Linked DNA regions of Mus musculus: regions 2, 3 and 4 are each linked to region 1. The links are chromatin contacts, called in public ChIA-PET, HiChIP or PLAC-seq and promoter capture Hi-C maps. All regions are on one chromosome and are shown on one strand. Each heading gives the region's core, a stretch centred on a gene start, on an enhancer-like site or on the middle of the called end of the contact. The rest is flanking DNA. Distances are from core to core; before and after follow the strand shown.

Region 1 (3,414 bases), core at 438-2,937:
CCCTTGACCACTCTGGGACTCCACGGGTTCTATAGACGGTGGCTCACAACCGTCTGTAATGAGATCTGACGCCCTCTTCTGGTGTGTCTAAAGACAGTTACAATGTACTTACATATAATAAATAAATCTTTGGGCTAGAGCAAGTAGGGCTGGAGGGAACAGAGGTCCTGAGTTCAATTCCCAGCAACTGCATGATTGCTCACAACCATCTGTCCAACTACAGTGTATTCACATACGTAAAATAAATAAATAAATTAATTAATTAAAAAAAAAAACCTCCCTACTCTGGAAATAGGACCAGAGGAGTAGAGTTGAACATGCCCAGTTAGATGGCAGGCTGGGCTTTGCCCATTCCCTTCTGTTCAATCTTGGGGGATCAAGATGGGAAAGAAGATACCTGGTTCTGGAGCACTGGGCTCCAGGATGTCCTTGATTGACAGGTTGACACATGAATAACGGGGTTTCCAGAACCTTGAGCTTGAAAATTTCCTGTTCAGAAGGCAGTAGGGCCTGAAGCTGGTGGAGTTCCGCAGGCTGTCCACCGGAATGAGATCGCCTCTGCTGCCGCTTACCTCCTTGATCACATTCTTGACCACTTTCTCAAAGGCCGATGGCATGGTCCTGGGGGCAGACGGCAGGGCTCCGTACTTAGTTCCTCCAGCACTCAGGAACCCCATCCCTTCAAAGTAGCCTTGCCTTGTTAGTCCTGGCACATTCCTGCCCGACCAACACAACACAGACACGATTCACTCCGTGGCTCGCCTATCTGTCTCTCCTTGGGGCCACAGCACTTAGGAGGAAGAGGAGGAGGGGGAGGGGGAGGGGGAGGGGGAGGAGGAGGAGGAGGTAGTCTGTAGTAGGTCTATACTATCTACATCATTAATTACTGTGCATAGCCTTTGGCCAATTGCTAAAGTCTAAGATACCTTGTTGCTCTCCCTGGCTGAGGGCCAAGGCTGGGGAAGGAACACAAGCCCCCACTTCTAAGGGATTTAGCACAGGAGCCCACAGCAAAGCCAGTGTTCCAGGGCTCAGTGGTTTCCTCCAGGGCTCTCATGTACAGCTCTGTGAGCTACCTGACCTGATTGAACTTTCATGGGTCAGAGGCCAAAACAGGCCTGGGACAGACAACCTGGGCACTGTGGAGGAACAACTCTACACCTAGGAAACTGGGTCTCTGGGCTAACGGTGGAGAGTGAGGCAGGAAGGCCCTTGGTGATCAGGGAGGGACTTATGGGTCAAGGAATCATCCCAGAAGCCTAGAGAGTCCCCCCTCCTTCCCCTCCCCCCACTCGGTCCCCTCTTCCCGCCCCAGTGTCAAGTCCAAACCAGGCTTGTCCCACTGTATCACTAGTGGGTGACCTCCATAGAGGGTAGACCCTAGCTGCTAGGGCCCCTTCAAACTGTCTTCAAGGTATAGTGGGGCTTCTGGGAAGGGCTAAATCCCCAACTCAACAAGCAAGCATCCAGGCCATAGCGTAGACCACACTAGATAGAGGAGGGGCGGCTGGGCTCTGGAAGAGCTGGGTAGCAGGGTGGCTCACCTCGATTTTTCACCCCTGCCGAGGTATCTGGGTCCACCAAGCGAAGCGAGGACCTGCTGGGATGCCGGGGAGGGGTCTATTGTCTGCTCAACCCGGGAGCAACGGGAGCCACGACCAAGAGCGGAACTCAGGCGGCAGGACACAAAAGTGAAACCGTAAAGCTTCAGCCCGACGTAGCGGGCGCGGTGCTTTCAAGGAGCCCTCCCTCCCGGAACAGCTGCGCAGCCTGCCCTAGCCTCCTCCTCCTCCTCCTCCCCGGAGCCCGCCTGGGCTTCGGGAATTCCCTGCGATCCGGGAGCTTCGCTTTCTTCTAGTTCGGGTTCCTCCAAGTTCGCAGCGCTTCCCCCCCACCCCGCCCCCCTTTGGTTTTTTTTTTTCGAGACAGGGTTTCTCTGTGTAGCTCTGGCTGTCCTGGAACTCACTCTGTAGACCACGCTGGCCTCGAACTCAGAAATCCACCTGCCTCTGCCTCCCAAGTGCTGGGATCAAAGGCGTGCGCCACCACCACCAGGCTTCACTTATTCTTTCTTAAACACCTGGGCCATAGTAAAAGATCTGAATGGACTTCTCTAGGAATACACAACTGAACCAGTTGCCAGCAAGCACACCATTAGTTATCAGGAAAATGCAAATCAAAACTAGATAGCATCAAAGCTACTCTGCTGGCTGACATCCTAAGTAAATAGCAGTAAAGCAAACCCCATGGTCCTTGCAGACAGGAAATTGAAAACAGAGCTGCTCTAGAATACATCCACAATTTTTCAAACGGGTGAATGTAGAGTTACCAGGTGACCTAGCAATTGGACTTGTAGGTGCATATCCAAAGCAAGAGGTCATCTTGGGGTTGTGGCTATCAATGGTGAAGTGTTTCTCATACAGCAAACAGAAGGTCAAACAGATATGCCTACACCAATGTTTGCTGTAGAGTTTAAATTTTCCTCTTGAGATTTTAAAAACTTATATCCCACGTGTGGGAGTGTTTTGTCTGCATATATGCAAGTGCACCATATGTGGGTGCCAGGACTTGAGTCCCCGTCCTCTGTAAGAGCAGCAAGTGCTCTTAACCCCTGCACCATCTCTCCAGTTTCCATGGTAACATTTTAAAGAGTCAAGCAGATAACCCTCAAGTGACCTGAATGACAATCAATTCATACATAGATTAAAATTTTGTCCAGTTCTGGGCCCTGCACACACTAGGCAAGAAAGCCCCCTATGACCAAGCTCTGTCACCAACCCTCAATAGGGCGCTTGCATGGCTACTGAGAAGCTTGAGTACACCTATAAGACACATTGCAGAATGTGGATAAACCCTGAAAACACGGCCACAAGCGGAAGAAGCCAGACCAAAACTAATCCAAGCCAACCAACCAACCAACCAACCAAACAAACAAACAAACAAAAAAATGACACATCACTGTGCAAGCCATTTTGTATGAAATCCCCCAAGTAAGCCAACTGTTCATGGTTGCCAGTGTCCTGGGGTGTGGGCAGTAGCCACACGAGTTTATTTATGTATGCATTTGTTTATTTAATTTAACTTTGAGACAGGGTCTCTTTATGTATCCCCTGCTAGCCTGAAGCTCAATAAATAAACAAGACTATCTTGGGACTCACAGAGATTTACCTGCCTCTGCCTCGTGAATGCTGGGATTAAAGGCATGAGCCACCCTGCCTGTACATGTTTGAATATACTAGACTCACAGAATTATGCACTTTTAAATGGCTCGAGTGTATGATATATGAATTGCTTCTCAATAACGACATTTACTTAAAAAGCTCTGGACTCCTGGGGGGCTATAGAGATGGCCCTGCAGTTAAGAGCATGTGCAGTCTGATGGCCCCGCAGTTAAGGGCATATGCAGTCTTACAG
Region 2 (3,414 bases), core at 568-3,067, 860 kb before region 1:
GCTAGTGTCTCTGAGATCTGGGCTCAGGCTGTACAGCTTTAGCTAGAGGGACCCTTTCCAGCCTGTTCCATATTCTCCCATACACCCTGTTTCTCTGGATGTGGCCTCTGGTGGATGCTTGGCTTAGGGGTTCCCAAGCCAAGACCACCTAAGTCACTCCCACCCTCAGCATCGCTGCTGAAGCTGTGGTATCGGGAGCTGGAAGAGCCCTTGATTCCTCATGAATTCTACGAACAATGCATTGCGCACTACGAGAGCCCGGAGGCTGCTGTGGCCGTGGTGCACGCGCTACCGCGCATCAACCGAATGGTGCTGTGCTACCTCATTCGCTTCCTCCAGGTATGCATGATCTGCATCCAGTGCCGCACCACGCCCACCTACCATCCTTCCCAGCCAACCTTCCACTTTGTTCAGCTCATCCCCTAATAGCTACGCCTACCCTCCACTCTGCTCTCCTCTCCCTTCACCCGGACCCCCTCACACAGGTGTTCGTGCAGCCAGCCAACGTAGCCATCACCAAAATGGACGTCAGCAACCTGGCTATGGTGATGGCACCCAACTGCCTGCGCTGCCAGTCGGATGATCCTCGCGTCATCTTCGAGAATACACGAAAGGAGATGTCCTTCCTTCGAGTGCTCATTCAGCATTTAGATACCAGCTTCATGGAGGGCGTGCTATAGCACGCGGGCTATGGACGCCTGCTAGGGTGACACCCGGGAAGGTGGGAGGGAAGGCCCCAGCGCGAGGCAGCATGCCAGGCCCCGCCAGACGCCGGCCCCGCCCTAGGCCCTCCCGGGGCCAAGCAGCCGCGCCATATCTCGCGGCCAGTTCCTGCAGGTACCGGCTCGCCCTGCCAGTCGCAAGCCAGCCCCGAGAAGTGCCTTCTGTTTCCCGGAGCCGAGCGACACTGCCCTCCTGGTCGGCTGAAGCACATACCGCGTTGCTCAGGGCAACAGGACCTTGTCCCCTCTTCAGGGCAATCCTCCACCAAGGCACTCTCGCCCTGATCCCTCCCACCCTAGTCTAGGGGCCTCTGGCTGGGGCCAGAAGGAGAGTTAGAGGCGTTCTGGAGAGCTGTGCTGGCCACTACTAGGACTTGGCTCCGTCGGCTCGATGCCTAATAGGTCTTTGTGCAAGGGGAGGCCCCAAACCAAAGCCCTCTGGGTTAGGGCCAGGGCTAGGCAGGCTTTCTTGGGGCGGGTGAGGGAGGGCGAGAGGTTTTTTGTTTTTTGACTACAGAATCTATCCGATACCCAGCCTACTTGTGTATAAAGATATAAATAGAACGACAGAACTAAGTTTGCTAAGGACATAGTTTTAACCAGATGCTATTTAGCTCTTGAACTGCCATTGCGGTCCTCGCGCTGAGCAAGTTAGCACCACCCTCCTTTGACCTCGCGGCCTCTGACCAAACTCCACACACGGGCGGCGCGTGGATGAGACCTGCCTGGACTCGTTTGCGTTTTCCATTCTGGAATCTGAGTTCCAACAGTTGTCAAACTTCATTTCTCCTGTTTATATATATATATTTTTAGAGTTTTTATTTATTAAAAACAAAAGTCCCGTCATGCGGAGGTCCTGGCCTCTCTCTCCAGGGCCTCTCGGCCGCAGGCGCTCCCTCGTACGTGTGGCTCGAGGGGACAGTGCTCCGTGTGAATAAAGTTCAAGTGCACACTCGCTGATTGTGTTTCTTTCAGGTTACTTCTGACAAGGGGGCGGGGGAGTCCACGTCTGGCAGCTACTTCCGGGGGCGGGATAGACAGCTCCGCCCCTCCGAGCACGTGTTGCCGGCGGAACCCAAAGCCCCAGGCACAACACTGTGTGATCCGCTTCCGGTGTGGAAGAATGTGGCCGCCTAGTGGGGCAGTGCGTAACTTGGCTCTAGTCTTGGCGAGGTCGCAGAGAGCTCGGACCTGCAGTGGGGTCGAGCGTGTCTCCTACACACAGGGTCAAAGCCCGGAGCCCAGAACCCGCGAGTATTTCTACTATGTGGATCACCAAGGCCAGGTGTGCCTGGCGTGTGACAGAGGGAGGAGACCTGAGGGGACTGCGGAATCCATCGGCACCGGGTGGGGAGTAGTTCTAGAGGCGAGACCTGGGATAGGTGCTACGCGTGGCTTTGAACCTTTCAAAGCCCAGGCTGGAAGAGTTAATTCCGGGGCCTTCCGCTTTCACCGCATCGTAATCCCGCGCACACTAGCCTGTCCTAGCAGCAGTCCCAGAGCCGAGTGCTTGCTCGCGATTGCTAGGGACAAGCGGCTGTCAAACCTGCTGTAGAAAAAGGGGTGAGGGCTGCAACCCTGGAAACCTGTCTGTAGATGTGGGGAGAGTCCGCAGGGCCCTTCCACATGCCCCCCTGAACACATTAGACAGAAAAGCAAGGACAGCGAACACCACCGGCTTTCTTGCCAGGACTTACTGTCCACTGTGTCCCTTCTGCAGCTTTTCCTAGATGACTCCAAAATGAAGAACTTTATCACCTGCTTCAAAGGTATTGCTTACTGCACTGCTCCCTCGTGTCTCTCTCTACCCTTCAGGGCCTCGGCTCCCCGACTCTGAGGGAAGGCACCATCCACGAGGGGGGGCCGCTGTCTCGTGCCAGTGCTGGTATTCCCAGGAAAAGGAGCGTGTCGGGGAAGCTGGGTCACCGAGCATGATCGTGCCTTTTGTTCCCACAGACCTGCAGTTCCTGGTCACTTTCTTCTCCCGTCTGAGACCCAACCACAGCGGGCGCTACGAGGCTTCCTTCCCCTTCCTCTCGCTTTGCGGCAGAGAGCGTAACTTCCTGCGCTGTGAAGACCGGCCAGTGGTCTTCACGCACCTCCTGGCTTCCGACAGCGAGTCACCTCGTCTCTCCTACTGTGGCGGTGGCGAGGCGCTGGCGATACCCTTCGAGCCGGCTCGCTTGCTACCCCTGGCGGCCAATGGGCGCCTGTACCACCCGGCCCCGGAGCGCGCAGGCGGTGTGGGTCTAGTGCGCTCGGCCCTGGCCTTCGAGCTCAGCGCTTGCTTCGAGTATGGGCCTAGCTCCCCTACGGTCCCCTCTCACGTACACTGGCAAGGTCGCCGCATCGCCCTAACTATGGATCTGGCCCCGCTGCTGCCCGCTGCCCCGCCGCCCTGAGACTCCAGCTGGGGCTGTGTGGGGAGGGTTAGAGCAAACTCTGGGTTTTGTAGTACTCGCAGGTTACCCCTCTGCTCCAACACTCTAGATTAACTTAGATGTCCGCTGTCACCTGCACGCTGGTGACTGAGAGCGCGTGCGCGCAGAGGTGAGCCCAGGGTGGTTGGCGCTGTCCAAGGTTCTGGTGCTGCCCTGCTATCCTCTGTCCCTACAGAGGTCCTCTCTCGGCCACCTCTAACCCTTACACCGGCTTTGCGTCCCACGGATTGGCCTGCGCTGGTCACGTCAGG
Region 3 (3,414 bases), core at 648-3,147, 760 kb before region 1:
CAGTGCTCTTAACCACTGAGCCATCTCTCCAGTCCCAAAATAATTTGTTTTTGTTTGTTTTGTTTTGTTATTTTGGTTGGGTTTTTTGTTTTTCAAGACAGGGTTTCTCTGTATAGCCCTGGCTGTCCTGGAACTCACTTTGTAGACCAGGCTGGCCTTAGACTCAGAAATCTGCCTGCCTCTGCCTCCCAAATGCTGGGACTAAAGGCGTGTGCCACCACTGCCCAGCTTGTTTTGTTTTCAAGCAGGGTTTTTCTGTATATGCCTGGCTGTCCTGGAACTCATTGTGTAGATCAAAATGTCCTTGAACTCACAGAGATCTGCCCGCCTCTACCTCCTGAGTGCTGGGGCTAAGGGTGTGCACCACTGCCCAGCTGTTCCTTTAGCTTTTGGTTGTGGGATATCCTTTCTTCTGTGCAGCCTTCTCTTTTGGCTAGGAACAGTTTATTCCTTCTCAGTGAGAATCATCTTACTTACTTACAGGGGGAACCCATGGGTTAGTTCACCATAAAAACTCAACAGTGACCAGAGAGAACATATATCCAAACTTTGTAAGAGAACATATATCAAAACTTCTTTGGGGGCCACTGACTGACTGGCCTGGCAAACATTTTCCAACTCCACCTTTATAGACAGACCTCTGAAACAATGCACATTGCTTCTTTAAAGTGACATTTTTCAGATACACATGCACACCCCCTCACAGCCTAGGCAGCTCCTCGGGTATTCTTAAAATGATCATGAAGATTTGAACCTCCTTTTGGAGTGGCAAATTGTTTGTTGTTTTTTGAGACAGGGTGTCTCTGTGTAGTCCTGGCTGTTCTGGAGCTCTGTAAAGTTTCCTCTCTACCTGGAGAGGACTGAGATTAAAGGCGGATGCCACCAGGGCAGGCATGATTTGGACCTTTTGTTTTTGCGGGGTTTTCTGGGTCAGGAGGGTAGCAAATCATTGTTACTTGCAGAAAACCTTATTTCCTCATTCCTGTCCACCAGTCAGTGATCCAAGTTCCGCTTAAGGGGTGCTTGCTCTCTCAACCTGCCCCCCTCCCTCCTTCCTTGCCTTATCTACTAATAAGCTAGCTTGTCCCGTTACACCAACGCACTCTCCACCTTATAAGTGTGCCTGATGGCCTGGCCTGCCACTGCCTTGCCCAGCTGAGATTTGAGGGTGGCAGCCTTTCCCCCTGGAGGATAAAAACTGAGCACAGGGGAGTCCCTGGGTTTTTCCTGTATCTCACCCCCTCTTCCCAACACAATGGTATTTCTGGCAGCTGTGCGCTTCATCCAGTTCCCTGACAACCTTGAGCCTACTGGGATCTCTGACTTGATCAAGGCCTGGCATTCACTAGCCTCCAGAGATCCGAGGGCCCACAGTATACAGATATATTGAGTCCTTTTTATGATGGGACAAGCCAAAATGTAGGCTCCGAGGTACAACATAAGCACTATGCCTCCTGTGGGTGTGTAAGTTAAACCTACCTCCTCCTCACCCCCACAGGCTGCTCTATTCAAGGGCCGCTGAACTCTGACCTCTGGGACAAGATCTTCGTGCAGTTGCAGGAGTTGCAACTGTGCACCAAAGACCTGAGCACCAAAGACCGAGACTCGGTGTGTCAGAGACTGCCAGAGGGTGCGTGCACAATGGACCAAAGTTCCAAGCTCTTCTTTAAATGCCTCTGATCCTAGTCCTGCCGTTTCCTCCAGAAGAAAAAGAAAAACCTTAATAAACTATGCTGCTATCTCATTTGTGTCAGCTCTCTGCGAAAAGGGTGGGCGATGTGAGCTGTAAAAGCCTTGACAGGCGGAGCTACTCCAGAGCGCAAGCTCAGGCAAAAAAAGCCGAGTGCCGATCAATGGATTTGGCTTGCTATGTGCGTAGGCTCAAGGTTAGAGGATGAGTGCCGAGCTGCCGATCGGGTTTCCCGGCAGGCGCAGGCGGAAAAAGCGAGCACCGAGCTTCTGTCGCCATCTCCGGGACTCCAAACGCCCCAGGTACACAGCGGCGGTGGCCGGGTCCCCTCTTCATAGGAACCCTTTGGTCTAGGTGTCCCGGTCCCGTCTCCTCTGGGGCTCAGCGGCCCTTGCCGCGCGGCCAGTGTCTCAGTAGGTGATGGGCGCTGTCAAGTGGCATTGCTGGTCCACAGTTCAGGTTCCCCTGTCTGTGAGGGTACCCACCTTTCTTCTGCGACTCCGCCGGCTATTCCTAGCTCCTGCGACCTCGGTAGCTCTCGCTGCTCCTCAAGCCACTCCATCTCAGTTTGACCATCTTCCTTGAACATTTGTTTTCACCCCATTTCAAATCCTGAGGCGTGTCTGGGCTGGCTTCCTTATTAGACAGGACCTATCCTGGGCCTTGCCTCCGCCACTTTGCCGCATCAACCAATAAGCTTGCCCTTATTCATTTCTCCAGTATCTCCCACAGATTAGGGTAAAACCTACCTCCACACTTTCCCTCACACACAGAAAGCCCCGGACACCTAGTCTCAGTTCATTTCCACTGAAAGATGTTGCAACAATGCCCTTCCCCTGTGCCCAAGATGCTGCCCCAGTTCTAACAGCTACTCTTCCCTACCCTAACCCAGCTAACAGGCAGGACTCCCATGGCACTCGATGTTCATCCTCAAAGCCTGACATGACATTCCCCCATGACAGTCCTTTAGCATCCTGTGCCGTTCCTGTAGAGAGCAGGAAAGCTGTTCACAACGCTCTGATCTCCAGAGCCCAGTTCTTAAGGTGTAAGGGGACCCTTGAGTTAGTGTTGGCTCTGCTTTCCAGGTCTCTTGTGCTGTATAGCTGCCTGGGCCTGCAGGATGTTCCACGGGATCCCAGCTACTCCTGGTGTTGGAGGTGAGTGTAGGCTAAACTGGGAGGAAGGGGAGGAGCCAAGGCTTTCCCTGTTGCAGGGGCTGTTGGGAAAGGACCACACTGCTACGTCCATCCCGTAGTCATTAGGCCCTGGGTAATGACTAGGGCCAGAATTATTTCTGGTGGGAATCTGAGGGCCCCTGCAATACCCTGCTGGGGAGCGAGAATATACTCCAATGTGGTCAGAACCTCTGGCATCCTGAGCAACTCTGGGTCTCCAACTGCATGTGTGAAGCATCTGACAGGCTTTTATTTGTACCAAGTTGTGGTTCTGTGTACAAACTACAGTCATGTTGGCGGGGGAAGAGAGCTAAACCTAGCAATCTGTATGTAGCCTCTTAGAGGCCATATTGGTAGGAGGTGAGGCTGGAGCCCCTATTCTGTGCTTCCCTTTGAGCTCTGTGATACATGGCATGGGAGACACCTTCTTGGGACGTAACTGAAGTGGGCCTGTCCTGGGGTCACCCTTGTCAGCTCCTCCTTGCTCTGTTGCAGCCCCTGGGAACAAGCCGGAGCTGTATGAGGTAGGTAGCAGATCCTCACCTGGCC
Region 4 (3,414 bases), core at 407-2,906, 590 kb after region 1:
TGATCCACATCCCAGCATATCCCTGGACCCCAACAGCCCCCACTTTGAAGGAATCCCACTCCAAACCCAAGAAAGCTCTGTTTCAAGGGAGGAGAACCATGGTCCTTAACAAGTGCCCAGATCTGATGTTTTCTTCCAAGCTACCCTCAGCCATCTTTATGGAGGCCACAGGGAACTTACCCACAATAAGTTCTACCTGCTGAGAAATGCAGACTGCATCAGGGTAGGGGCAGGTAATTGATTTGCAGGCAATTCCAAGTGAAACTCCCAGGCAGTTATAGCACTCCAGCCCCTGAGCTGAGAAAAAAGCCAATATATGAGGGCTAGTTCATGCCCTTCCTAGAACAGAACCCTTCTCTCCAATGTCTTTACTTCCACACAGCTGCTGGGTGCTAGGACAGAGCAAGGATATTACTGCCCAGTCACCTCTGCCAAAAGCAAAAGTGAACCATGACCCTCCATTGTTCAAGTATGCTCGGCCCTGCTGCCTCAGCTAGCCAAACCCACAGCAGAGACCTGCACCCCAAGGGGAATTAGAGGGGCAATCACCATATTGGGAAAACAAAGATACAAAATGTCTGCTCAAGAAATGAGTGGGTGTGTAATAGGTAGTGGGGCCATCAGATAGGGAAGGCTTTTCTGACCTGTCCCACCCTACACCTGCAGAGCTGGCCCCTGTATATTGAAGCATGACAAAGCACTGAATGTCCCAGAGTCCAGCTCAAAGGTCAGACTCACCATGAGGTTTCCTGCAATACACATGTAACTAGAAGTATAGGGGTATCTGAAAGCTCAGACTTCTTAGAATAGAGATGTTCTAGCATTTGGGCCTCGTGTGGCATGTGCTGGGCATAAGGAAAAGTAAAATGCCAAGATTTGAGGATTCCAAACCCTTGGCTTGGCCTTCAGGCCAGAAAAAGAAGCCTCTACCAGTTTGTGTGCACCCAGGCCAGAGGCCTGCTTGGTAGACCAGGGCAGCAGGGTTAGAGTCTAAAGGACAGGCTGCTCTGGTGGTCAGGGTTTGTGGCACAGGTAGTAACATTGAAACGTCTTTCTGGTATGTAGTGATGGTTGCAAGGCAGGCGCTGGCAGGGTTACAGACCCAGTAAAGCACACAACACATGAGGCTTCACCCATCACAAGCCGATTCCCAATCCCCTGACACCAGCACACCTTGGGCACTGAGCACACAATGGAGGTGCAGGTGTAACCACAACCCTGAGGCAGTTTGCCATCTCCATTTTACCCTCCTGGCCATCTCTCATTTTCCACCTCACCTCTTTCTGCACACAATAGGACCACAAGAAGGATGAGTACACAGGACTTTGTAGTGTGACAACTGTCCATCCTTGGAGAAGGGCTGCACAGATCAAACCTTGGAAGTTGAAGCCAGTTATTAGATCATCATTCACATCCCTGGGCTCTCACAGGGCTCAAGCATCCACTCTTCCCACCCTCCAACACTCCCCCCCCCCCCAGCTTTCCCCAAGGAATACATGTCTGCCTATTTCTCTCATCCACCACCCACCCAGCTTTTCCTTCCTAATCTCACACTCCCAACCCCAGCCCTATCCTGAGGGCTCTTCCCTTTGTCACCTAGCAGCTCCCTCCTGACACCAGTCCTTACTTCCTCTCTGACCAGGTTGCAGGCACAGTGGTAAGATCTGTCAGATGTGCACTGAAGTAAGTACTTTAATTTCCTTTAGCTCCTCCCAGCTGACATCCTGAAGAGGGAGGGGTTTCTATACTTACTTCCTCCAGGCCAACATGTTTATTGGTTAAGATTTAGCAAGGTTTGTTGGTGATCTGGTCAGCAAGATTTATAGCTGTTGAGGAGGGAGGACCACTCAGTTGGGGAGAGACAATGGTGCTGTAGGAATAAGAGAGCAGAGATGGAGGGGCCACAGTTGGCTTGTGCTTGCCCTCAGAAAGCAAAGGAAAGAGGCAACTTGCTCAGCCTTTTCCTAGTTTTTTTGTTTGTTTGTTTCCCTTCATCTTTTGTTTTTGTTTTTGTTTTTCGAGGCATATTTGCTCTGTGTAACTTTGGCTGTCCGGGGGACTTGCTCTGTATACCAGGCTGGCTACAACCAATACTTTCAAAGGCAAGTGCTGTAGCTTGTGTTTTTTGCCACCACCACCAGACTTTTTCTTGTTTCAAATTAGAGGGTATGAGTTGCAGTGGCTCAGAGCCCAGGGCCCTCCTTTTTATAAGCAGGCAAACAACTGACAAATACCTGGCGACTGGCTCTACAGGGTCTTATATTCAAAAAGTGCAAGTCCTGAGCAAAGAATTTACTGACAACTGGGATGGAAGTTACTAAGCAGTGTCTGATATGTTTGGGTGATATAAGGGGCTGCAGGTGCTATTAGCATCTGGTAGCTAGAGTCAAGGCAGTTCTTTTCATGGCACAAGGCTTTTTTTTGCAGAGGGTGGATGACCCCAGTGTCCCTGCTGCCCAGAAGCCACCATGAAGAAGCCACATGCTATTTCTTCCTCCTCCAGTTTGTATGTGCCCTGTCTCCTCACCTATGAGGTCCTAGTCCAATGTGTCCCAAAAAGGACATAAGTTTCCTTGGCCTTTATGTCACTACCATGTGGCATGGTATTGTAATAACTCAAACCTTACTAATTAGCCAAATATTGATGGCATCTGTGGCCCAGCCTTGGGATGAGCAGCAGGGCCTCCACAGCAAGCCAGAGTCTGAGTTTCCTAACCTAGTGGAGCTGAGAGCACAGTAAGTAGCCCATGTAAGTGTCTACAAGGCACTGATACAGGTTAGAGTAGGAAGGCTAGGCACCGAATGAGACCTGAGCTGGAAATCATCCTGAGATGATGCCACAGTAAATGAACAGGTATGCTCAGAGGACAATGAGTCAGAAAATGGACCACAGCATCAGTGAAGGTGAGCACATCCACTTAAGCAGGCAAGGCTGCAAAGGGAAGGAAGCCAGAGGCTCAGAGAACATCAAGCAGATTCTCCTGATGTAAACCACAGGGCAGACCAAAGTATCTCAGTCTTTCTAGCATCTCTAGTTGGTTCTACATGTATATCCAACTCCAGTGTCAAAGTTCTAGGTTATGCAGGATGATTAATCGAAAGAAAGAGAGACTCTGTAGGCTGAAGTCAGAATTCTCAAGGAGCAGTGGGGAATCAACCTTTCCAGGACTAAAAACCAAACCCAAAGACTGATCAAAGCCTTTGTGCCAACCTCAGGAATTCATGACACAATGGTTCTGTTAATATTCTGTTACACTCCAGGGCCTCTATCCTACACTATTACAAAATATCTTCCCTGTTAACCTATAATCCACATTTGCCACCAACATTGTATAATCCAGCACAGTGGTAGGAGGAAGAGAGCAAGCAAGAAATGTTTTCTCTCTAATTCCTTCATTTGTGGACCTAGGCATT

What was found. Promoter capture Hi-C pulls out the DNA fragments that hold promoters and counts their contacts. ChIA-PET counts read pairs in DNA pulled down with a chosen protein or histone mark. HiChIP or PLAC-seq counts read pairs in DNA pulled down with a chosen protein or histone mark.
Region 2: an RNA polymerase II ChIA-PET map of memory CD8 T cells shows a contact between it and region 1, with 17 read pairs. The contact joins the promoter of C030006K11Rik here to the promoter of Gsdmd in region 1. A contact is called at or near these places in 2 of 115 datasets of contacts at active chromatin or transcription factors (bone marrow-derived macrophages and memory CD8 T cells) and 2 of 9 other capture datasets (adipose tissue and liver).
Region 3: a contact with region 1 is called in an HNF4G HiChIP or PLAC-seq map of pancreatic cancer cells. The contact joins the promoter of Vps28 here to the promoter of Gsdmd in region 1. A contact is called at or near these places in 1 of 39 promoter capture datasets (the HPC-7 cell line) and 2 of 115 datasets of contacts at active chromatin or transcription factors (bone marrow-derived macrophages and pancreatic cancer cells).
Region 4: a contact with region 1 is called in a promoter capture Hi-C map of liver, with 2.8 times the contacts expected there. The contact joins the promoter of Ly6f here to the promoter of Gsdmd in region 1. A contact is called at or near these places in 2 of 39 promoter capture datasets (the 3T3-L1 cell line and liver).

What each region holds. Positions count from the first base shown.
Region 1 is chr15:75,860,612-75,864,025 of GRCm38.p6, reverse strand. It overlaps Gsdmd (gasdermin D), which reads right to left and starts at 1,687. Exons shown (of 11, transcript NM_026960.4): 1 at 1,545-1,687; 2 at 398-621. The coding sequence starts at 617.
Region 2 is chr15:76,722,248-76,725,661 of GRCm38.p6, reverse strand. C030006K11Rik (RIKEN cDNA C030006K11 gene) reads left to right here and starts at 1,817. Exons shown (of 3, transcript NM_145472.2): 1 at 1,817-2,007; 2 at 2,443-2,491; 3 at 2,679-3,414. The coding sequence starts at 1,846. The coding sequence ends at 3,124. It overlaps Arhgap39 (Rho GTPase activating protein 39), which reads left to right. Exons shown (of 12, transcript NM_001168288.2): 11 at 170-339; 12 at 486-1,677. The coding sequence ends at 680.
Region 3 is chr15:76,624,567-76,627,980 of GRCm38.p6, reverse strand. Vps28 (vacuolar protein sorting 28) reads left to right here and starts at 1,897. Exons shown (of 10, transcript NM_025842.4): 1 at 1,897-1,992; 2 at 2,776-2,847; 3 at 3,361-3,389. The coding sequence starts at 2,811. It overlaps Tonsl (tonsoku-like, DNA repair protein), which reads left to right. Exons shown (of 26, transcript NM_183091.3): 26 at 1,499-1,744. The coding sequence ends at 1,680.
Region 4 is chr15:75,266,663-75,270,076 of GRCm38.p6, reverse strand. Ly6f (lymphocyte antigen 6 complex, locus F) reads right to left here and starts at 1,656. Exons shown (of 4, transcript NM_008530.2): 1 at 1,597-1,656; 2 at 1,278-1,375; 3 at 181-297. The coding sequence starts at 1,347.